3 separate regions of the Mus musculus genome follow, and all the other regions are linked to region 3. The links are chromatin contacts, called in public promoter capture Hi-C maps. All regions are on one chromosome and are shown on one strand. The core of a region is the stretch at or near the end of the contact, and the rest is flanking DNA. Distances in the headings are between cores, read along the strand shown.

Evidence for each region. Capture Hi-C pulls out chosen DNA fragments and counts their contacts.
Region 1: a promoter capture Hi-C map of adipose tissue shows a contact between it and region 3. The contact joins the promoter of Phpt1 here to the promoter of Npdc1 in region 3. A contact is called at or near these places in 1 of 39 promoter capture datasets (neural stem cells), 2 of 15 datasets of contacts at CTCF or cohesin (CD8 T cells and embryonic stem cells), 3 of 484 Hi-C or Micro-C datasets (Th1 cells, forebrain and nephron progenitors), 6 of 115 datasets of contacts at active chromatin or transcription factors (bone marrow-derived macrophages, embryonic stem cells and neural tube) and 4 of 9 other capture datasets (adipose tissue, liver, macrophages and 1 more).
Region 2: a contact with region 3 is called in a promoter capture Hi-C map of adipose tissue. The contact joins the promoter of Nelfb here to the promoter of Npdc1 in region 3. A contact is called at or near these places in 3 of 39 promoter capture datasets (the SN4741 cell line, liver and neural stem cells), 1 of 15 datasets of contacts at CTCF or cohesin (the NIH/3T3 cell line), 4 of 484 Hi-C or Micro-C datasets (cerebellum, forebrain and uterus), 12 of 115 datasets of contacts at active chromatin or transcription factors (craniofacial prominence, embryonic basal ganglia, embryonic forebrain and 6 more) and 3 of 9 other capture datasets (adipose tissue, liver and pancreatic islet).

Annotation. Positions count from the first base shown.
Region 1 is chr2:25,573,491-25,576,190 of GRCm38.p6, reverse strand. It overlaps Phpt1 (phosphohistidine phosphatase 1), which reads left to right and starts at 1,320. Exons shown (of 3, transcript NM_029293.2): 1 at 1,320-1,508; 2 at 1,879-2,003; 3 at 2,492-2,700. The coding sequence starts at 1,352. The coding sequence ends at 2,584. Ajm1 (apical junction component 1) reads left to right here. Exons shown (of 1, transcript NM_001005424.2): 1 at 1-775.
Region 2 is chr2:25,210,162-25,212,887 of GRCm38.p6, reverse strand. Nelfb (negative elongation factor complex member B) reads left to right here and starts at 1,399. Exons shown (of 13, transcript NM_021393.3): 1 at 1,399-1,786; 2 at 2,016-2,179; 3 at 2,351-2,450. The coding sequence starts at 1,541. Stpg3 (sperm tail PG rich repeat containing 3) reads left to right here. Exons shown (of 6, transcript NM_028961.1): 6 at 1-329.
Region 3 is chr2:25,401,690-25,404,389 of GRCm38.p6, reverse strand. It overlaps Npdc1 (neural proliferation, differentiation and control 1), which reads right to left and starts at 1,340. Exons shown (of 9, transcript NM_008721.4): 1 at 1,025-1,340. The coding sequence starts at 1,136.

The sequences.
Region 1 (2,700 bases), core at 71-2,570, 170 kb before region 3:
TCTGGGTAAGGATTTGAGCTCCCAACACCTACCCAACAAGATGGCCTTAAAAATCTGCCTTCCAGAGAAGATGGAGAGGTGGGAAGCGTGTGCTGACGAATTAGCAGACAACCCTACTGAGAGCAGCTCCTACCACGGAATGACTTGGGAATGAGTAAGGAACAGGGCTGTCCCTAATTAGGAACTGGACTAGGAAAGGTGCTTAGTAGTGAGCCACCAAGTGTGGGTACGGTTAAGGAGTCGGTGCCGAGGCCTGCCCCGAATCCAATCCTGTGTGCAAAAGTGCCCTGGCTGCACTCCAAGCTGAGAGAGAAGCCAAAGCCTGACGTGTTGTGGAGAGGTCTAGGCTTCCCTAAGCCCCTTGCCTGACCCCGTACCTGGATCTGAGCCCAGGACTTTGTGGAGGGTGTGACCCAGAGAGGGCTTGCGACCAGATTCTCCAAGAATCTTGGGAGAAGAAGAAGCCCCAAGCCCTTAGGAGCTCTGAAAGTTCAATTGCAAGAACCTGGGACACACACCTATGCACGAGGGTGTGCACACGCGCCAGCTACCCTCGACTGGATGTCCCCGGGACACTCCAGCTCTCTCTCCTTGGCCCCTGTCTTAGCACATGCCCGGATGCCGCTCTTGCAACACTTGCTGCCCCGCCGCCTGCCGCCCTCCCCAGGGGCTCCACAGTCCCTCCTGCGGCAGACTGGCAAGAACGCCTCTGACGAGAAGGGCAAGTGCTTTCGAACCAAGTAAAATAGAACTTGAATGTAGCTGCTGCTAATAACTCGGTAGTGGTGGTGGTGGTGGTCGTCGTCGTGGCCGGGGGGGGGGGGGGGGGGGGGAGCATTGCGTCAAAGCTTCCGGGAGTAGGAGCTTAACAACCCGCAACCGGAGTATTGTGGAAGGGGAGGCCCGAGGGTGTGAAGTGGAGTATGCAGGGGAGTACTTGAATTTGGAGAGACCGGAGAGAGATCCTCCGGTTTACAGGTGTTGGGGAAGAGAGGACTTCGGATTTATGGTTTACGGATTGAAGCCTTAGGACCCAGGAGTGGAACCGGAGTGCGTCCTTGCATCCTTTTGCTGCCCTGCAGCGGGTTGATTTACAGCACCACGGGTTAACCTATGCCTCGGCTCCTTTAACTGGGACTCATGAGCCCGATCCCAAAGCTGCAAAGAACTGGGTTGCAATTGGCCAGTCCGTGCCTCAGATTGGAGGTACAACTGGCTGAGGCTCTGGGCTAGGTAAGCATTCCCTCACGGGATTGGCCGTGGCTGCCAAAGGGCCCGCCTCCCTACGCATAGGCCTGGGTCGGGTTTGGTAAGGGGCTGTGGGGCCCAGAGATCGAGCGCTTCGGGGAACATGGCGGCGGACCTCGGTCAGATTCCTGATGTAGACATTGATTCGGATGGCGTCTTCAAGTATGTGCTGATTCGAGTCCACTTAGCAGAGCCTTCTGGGGATCCGGCGAAGGAGTGCAAGGAAATCGTGCGTGGCTACAAATGGGCTGAGTACCACGGTGAGGGCGGGGCCTCTGTGCCCTTGGAGGCGGGACGAAGGTTAGGGGCGGGGCCTTACAGTTGCTGGTAGCGGAGTAGTGACTGCTAATATATCATGACTTGTACTAACACATAGCTAGGCTGACCTAGAAACGTCGGGATTTGGGCAGAAAGGAGTGCCATGACTGGGATCTTCTTAATCCCGTCTCTCACTTCGAAAGTGTCTTCTTCCTCCCGTTCATCTTTTTGCCAGCGGGGGAAGGGCTCATCTTCTCTGGGAAAAAGACCACCAAGAGCTGGAGCTTCTGACCCCATATCCAGCCCTAGAGTTCAGTGTGGGGCCAACAAGGGCGGCTAGGGCATATCCTGAGGCCACTCTCCCCACCCCAGCGGACATCTATGACAAAGTGTCAGGCGAGCTGCAAAGGAATGGCTATGACTGTGAGTGCCTAGGCGGCGGGCGCATCTCCCATCAGAGCCAGGACAGGAAGATACACGTGTATGGCTACTCTATGGTGAGCTCCAGTCCCCAGGTCTCAGCCAGACTGCAAAGCTCACCTTTGTGAGCCTGACCCCACCCCCACCCCACCCCACCCCACCCCTCACACCACCATTCAGGCCACCTTTGGGACTCTGAAAGTTGGAGCTACAGAACCCTTACTTAAGGGCTGAATGGGTTTTCCTTTCCCCACGTTTTCCAAATGACACCTTGGGCTACATCCCCGACTTGCTCCAGATCCTGATGGGTCTGTGTCCTGACTCTCTAGGGGCCCTTGGAGCCACCAGTACTGGGGTCAAATTCACAGTTCTATGTTGATCCTTTTTCATAAAGTCCACCTTAGACCCTCAGGCATCACCTGAAGAGCTCTTCAGTCCTCATCATGATCCCAGTATGATTAGGATGGTAGGATCTGCTAACTTTCCCCAGGGCTGCTATTGCTGCGGCTTCTGGGTGGGCTCCCAAAGCAAAAAACTAGCAAACTGGCGGTCATCCTTTCTCTAGGGTTACGGTCGTGCCCAGCACTCTGTTTCAACTGAGAAGATCAAAGCCAAGTATCCTGACTATGAGGTCACCTGGGCTGACGATGGCTACTGAAGCTCTGCCCCACCCCCCACCCCCCGGACTAAGTCAGGTCTCTGCTCTTGCTGTGTTCTGTTTTGAGGGGCTGGCCCTGTGCTTTCCTTTTGTACCTTAGGCAGCATAGCACCTGC
Region 2 (2,726 bases), core at 150-2,649, 190 kb after region 3:
AGTCCCCTTTCACCCCACTATACCAAGATGCAAATGATTCTTCTGAACTGTGGTCTCTGGTGTGCCTGGTTGCCCATCCTTTGCCCAATGGGCTGTCTTGAATATGTGGCTTTCTGCTTCCCTGGTATTTCTGGCTTTCTCTGTTCCTGCGTGGTGTTCTTTTCTTCAGGATTGAAATGGCAGTCTGGGAACTAACCCTAAGCTTTCTGACCTAGGATAGAATAGGAAAAGGCAATGTGGGACAATCTAATCCACTCACCTAAGGTCCAGCATCTACCTGAGGATCAGGGATGCTTGCTGGGCTGAGGAACTATTGGGATGGGATGGGAAGTCAGAACCTGGGGTGCAGACACCTGTCTGCAGACAGCCTTGCCTAGCCCACTGAGGTAGGACCCAGGGAATCAGCTCACCAGACACTGGCCCTACTCCCCTGGAGCCTTGACCTGAAGAGTCAACTGGGTTTGGTAACTTGTGTTCTGAGAACCCACGCCCAAAGCCTTCCCACCCTAGCCCCTGCCCAATGATGGTTCCCTCAGCACTGTTGATCTGCCTTCCTACTTAGAAGTAGCCCCCTTCAGGAGCCTTGCCCTGCAGCTAGTAATAGCAATTTCTCCAGAGCTCTCTCCATACTTTCTTCCACACCCAGACACAGATCTCACTAAAGAACGTTTTTAAAATGTATTTTATGTGTATGGTGTTTTGTTTGCTTGTATGTATGTGTATGTGTGCTTAGTACCCAGAAGACATTAGATTCCTTGGAAGTGACGTTACAGAGCTGCTATGTAGGTGCTGGAACTGAACCCAGGCCCCCTGCAATAAGCAGAAAACGTTCTTAACTGCTGAGCTATTATTTTCCTAGCTCTCAGAGCTGATTTCTTTCTTTCTTTCCATCCTCCCCAGACAGGCCCTGGCTGTCTTGGAAGTTACTGTGTAAACCAGGCTAGTCCTGAACTAACAGAGAGTCTCCTGGTTCTACCTCCCAAGTGCTAGGATTAAAGATATGCATCATTGCCAAGTGTGACAGCACAAGCCTTTAACCCCAGCAGTCAGGAAGCAGAGGGTCTGAGTTTGAGACAACCAAGTCTAAAGTGTCCATGTCTCAAGGGGGAAAAAAATTGTACTACTAAGCCCAAACCAGAACTCACTTAAAAAGTGACTTCATTTATGCATATAAATGCATGTATGTCTGTATACCCCATGGTGCTTGTGGAGGTCAGAAGAGGGCATCAGATCCCCTGAAACTGTCGTAGGTTCTGGTTCCCAGAGAGCAGTCGAACTGAAAAGCTGAAATTTTCATCGTACTGACAAGAGCGCGGGCTAGAGTGGCTAAGGCCTCCGGAGATGGGGTAACTTCACATCTCGACCCCGCCCCTTGAGCACGTTCTCACGACCTCTCACTGGGTAGCAAGTCGCTGCTCGGAACCTGCGGGCGGCGGAGGCGTTTTCCCGGGGCCTATTGGCTGCTGGACCTAGGCAGTCAAGGGCGGAAGTGGGAGGTGTGGGTCCGTGCGAGCTGCTCTGCTGACGCGATCTGGCCACACTGGAGGCGGCGGGCGAACGGGGCTTGGGGGGTCCTCGTGGCACCGTGGAGAGGGCTTCTGGGGCTCCGTCAGGGTCCGCTACGGCTCCAGCGGAGCGCGGTGGGGATGGGGTACACAGCCGAGCGTCCGCCGGAGCCTCCGCCATGTTCGCGGGGCTCCAGGACCTGGGCGTGGCCAATGGCGAGGACCTGAAAGAGACCCTGACCAACTGCACCGAGCCTCTCAAGGCCATTGAACAATTTCAGGTGGGCAGAAGGGGCCGGGGCAGCTAGGGAAGCTGGACACAATTCGGCGCGCTCCCGACGCTTGGATGGAGGCGCTAAAGGTTCTGCGCTAGGGACCCGCTGAGTAACTGAGTGTTTTCCCTTTTCCGCTGTTACTATGGCGGACCCTAGTACTCGGCATCCGTGGTGTCCGTGCTGACTTGGCTGCGGCCAAGCAAAATGCGTACGCGTTTACCCTCTGCTTCTCCAGACAGAGAATGGCGTGTTGCTGCCTTCCCTGCAGTCGGCCCTGCCCTTCTTGGATCTACACGGGACACCGCGGCTGGAGTTCCATCAGTCAGTGTTTGATGAACTACGTGACAAACTTCTGGAACGAGTGTCAGCAATTGCCTCTGAGGGAAAGGCAGAGGAGAGGTGGGTCTCTACCAGGAAGCTGCTTATCTTTGTGAGTAGCATTGATGGTCTCCATGGCTGCACAGCCCTACCTGTAGATACAACCTGGAATGGAATGTGTTTGAGGGATTCCTCTTCTCTGTATGTTCTGCATGTGGAGACACACTTCCTCAGCTGTGCAAATCTGTGCAGGTACAAGAAGCTGGAAGACCTTCTGGAAAAGAGCTTTTCTTTGGTCAAGATGCCATCCCTACAACCAGTGGTGATGTGTGTTATGAAACACTTGCCCAAGGTGAGAACTGTGGGGCCAGCCTCTCAGACTGTGTGTTTAGTGCAGGAAGTTGCTTAGCTCTGGGAAAGTTTGATGGACTTGCCCTCCAGCAAGCTCTGGGCCCCTTCTTTATATCACACACTTCCCCTGGTTGAGCCAAATGGAAATATTTATCCCTTGAAGTGCAGGGTGGGTCTTTTGTGGGAAGAGGACTGTGGAGATTCTGGATGCCTGAATTCACCTGCTAAGAGTTGGAGGTCCATCACAGTCTGGGCTCTGTAGGGTCTGTGGGCAGCT
Region 3 (2,700 bases), core at 91-2,590:
CCTGGGTTGCTTGCCCAGCTCTTAAGGTCCCATATCCAGACCGATCTTGTTAGAGTCCACGTACCAGTCACCTCTCCATGCCCTCAGCTTCCTCATCTGTAAGCTGGGCTCAAAGCAGCTCCCACACATAGTTCCAGAAGAACTCAGTGAACATATGGGCAACCTCTCCCACTTCACTCCCCTCGGGGAGATACAATTTGGATCCTGTGGCTTCAGGACCCATCTGTCAAGAATGTTCTCCCAGAGCCAGGCAGTAGTGGTGAATGCCTTTAATCCCAGCACTTGGGAGGCAGAGGCAGGCATTGAGGCCAGCCTGGTCTACAGAGTGAGATCAGGACAGCCAGGCTATACAGAGAAACCATCTCGAAAAAAAAGAGAAAATGTTCTCCCAGTCAGGGAGTCACACTCTTCTAAACAGTCACTACACAGACCTCAGACCAGAGGACAGTGGTGCATGTCCTTCAGGGCAGGGGATGGGGCAGCTTGACCCCACTAAGTTGGAACAAGACCCTAGACCTGGAACCCTTAAGACCTTCCATGGGAACCCCTCTACACACACACACACACACACACACACACACACACACACACACACACACACGAACGAACGACAGGGCTGACATGCAAGGCCCACAGACCCCAAGAACAACCCTGCCAACGGGAAGCCCCAGAGACACACAAACAAAGACACAGGATCCCACTTATGGGCCACCAGAAACCAGATGGCTGCAGACCCAAAGACACACACCAGACTGATTCAGGGACCCAGAGACAAAGACCCAAAGCGCGTGAAATCTACATTCGCCTCCAAGGACCTGAGAGAAGATTCATCTAGCATGGCCTTCAACGGGCCTGACCTGTTTACCCAATCCATGCCCAGCGGACCGGGCCTGCCTGGCCTGTGGGCCTGGGTAAGGCCGGGGCGGTGGCAGGGAAAACCAGGGCGGCGCCGGGGGCAGGATTCTCCGCCCCGCAATCCCAGCCCCGGAGCACCCAACAGCCTGCGCCCAGAGCGCTCGCTCACCCGGGCGGCGGGCGGTGGCACCATTCAGGGCCGCTCCCAGGATGAGGCCGGAGAGCAGCAGCCGTAGCAGCCGCAGGTGCCGCGGGGAAGGCGGAGGGACGGGCGTCGCCATGCTTCAGCGCCGCTACCCGGGCAGCATGGCACCCCACGGCCCCGGGCTCGGTACCCACTCCGGGAACTGCGACTGGAGAAGCCGGGAAGCGAGAGGGGCGGAGGAGGAAGAGGAAAAGAGGAGGCGGTGGCGCTGACGTTGCGGCAATGGATCCGGGATGGGATGGAGGCGCGGCGGCCAGAGAAAAGTGTCGGGAGTGCGCCTGCGCGCTCCACCTGCGGGGGCGGGACATCTCCTCTAGTCTGAGCCCCCTCCCTCTGCATCCTGTTGGGGGGTCCCCTTTTGTCAGGCGTCTGAGTGCTTCGGGCCCTCTAGCCTCTACAGCAGAATGCCTCCTCATTCATTACCCAAGAATCTGACTTGGAATTGACTAACGGTGGGCGTCCCAGGATGCACGCCTTCTTCTTAGTGGTCCGACTGCCAAACCCTCACCACTCACCCTGTTAGAATGGAGGACCTTAGACTAGGGGAACACCAGGGACAAATCCTGGCTATGTAGACTAGGCTGACTGTTGCAGGTTTGCAAAATGTATCCCACAAAGGATAAAGAGGTGTATAGAGATATACAGGTGTACTCAGAGACGTGCCCGGGCTTTCTAAAACCAGGAAGAAAAGCATACAAGAGGCTCACAAGATCAAGCCAGACTCGCTCCCGAATGGTACCACCAGGGGGCGAGAGTAACTTGACGTAGTTGACAGTTGTCTGGGAGCTGTCCAAGGTGGTCATGATCCCAGGTAATGGCTTTCAGCTCCCTTGAGTCACACAACATGGAACATGCATGGTGCCTGGTGATCACCATTCATGTGCAGTCCCCTTTGAGCACACTCCACCCCCGCCAGAGACCTCCCCCTGGTTGAGTCATGAAGGCAATGTTGAAGATCAGTGTGGTGGTTCCTGCCTTTAATCCCATCTCTCAAGATGCTGAGACCAGCCTAGTCTACATATCGAGTTCCAGGACAGTCATGAATATATAATGAGACCCTATCTTAAGAATGAAAAACAGGCCTGGACGATGGTGGTGCACTCGGAGGCAGAAGCAAGCAGATCTCTGTAAGTTCAAGGCCAGCCAGGTCTACAAAGTAAGTTCCAGGACAACAGCCAAGGTTACACAGAGACCCTTGTCACATGCAAAAAACACAAACACCACACACAGAGAAAAGAACAAGGTTGAGTTCCTCAGCCCTCCACTTCTTCCCGTCCTTCAGGCTCACAAACTTAAAGAGGAGGCTGTCAGTGCAGGTTTATACATTTATCAAATGATTCTCTCTCTCTCTCTCTCTCTCTCTCTCTCTCTCTCTCTCTCTCTCTCTGTGCGCGCGCGTGCGTGCGCGCATGCGCTCACTAGCGGCTACCATCCCAACCCAGCCCTCAAGAGGCATTGACTGAACAGAAATAGTCTGAGCTAATTTTCCATAAAAGAAGCAAGGGAGAAGTCCACGCTTTTTTTTTTTCCCGAGACAGGGTTCCTCTGTATAGCACTGGCTGTCCTGGAACTCACTTTGTAGACCAGGCTGGCCTCGAACTCAGAAATCTGCCTGCCTCTGCCTCCCGAGTGCTGGGATT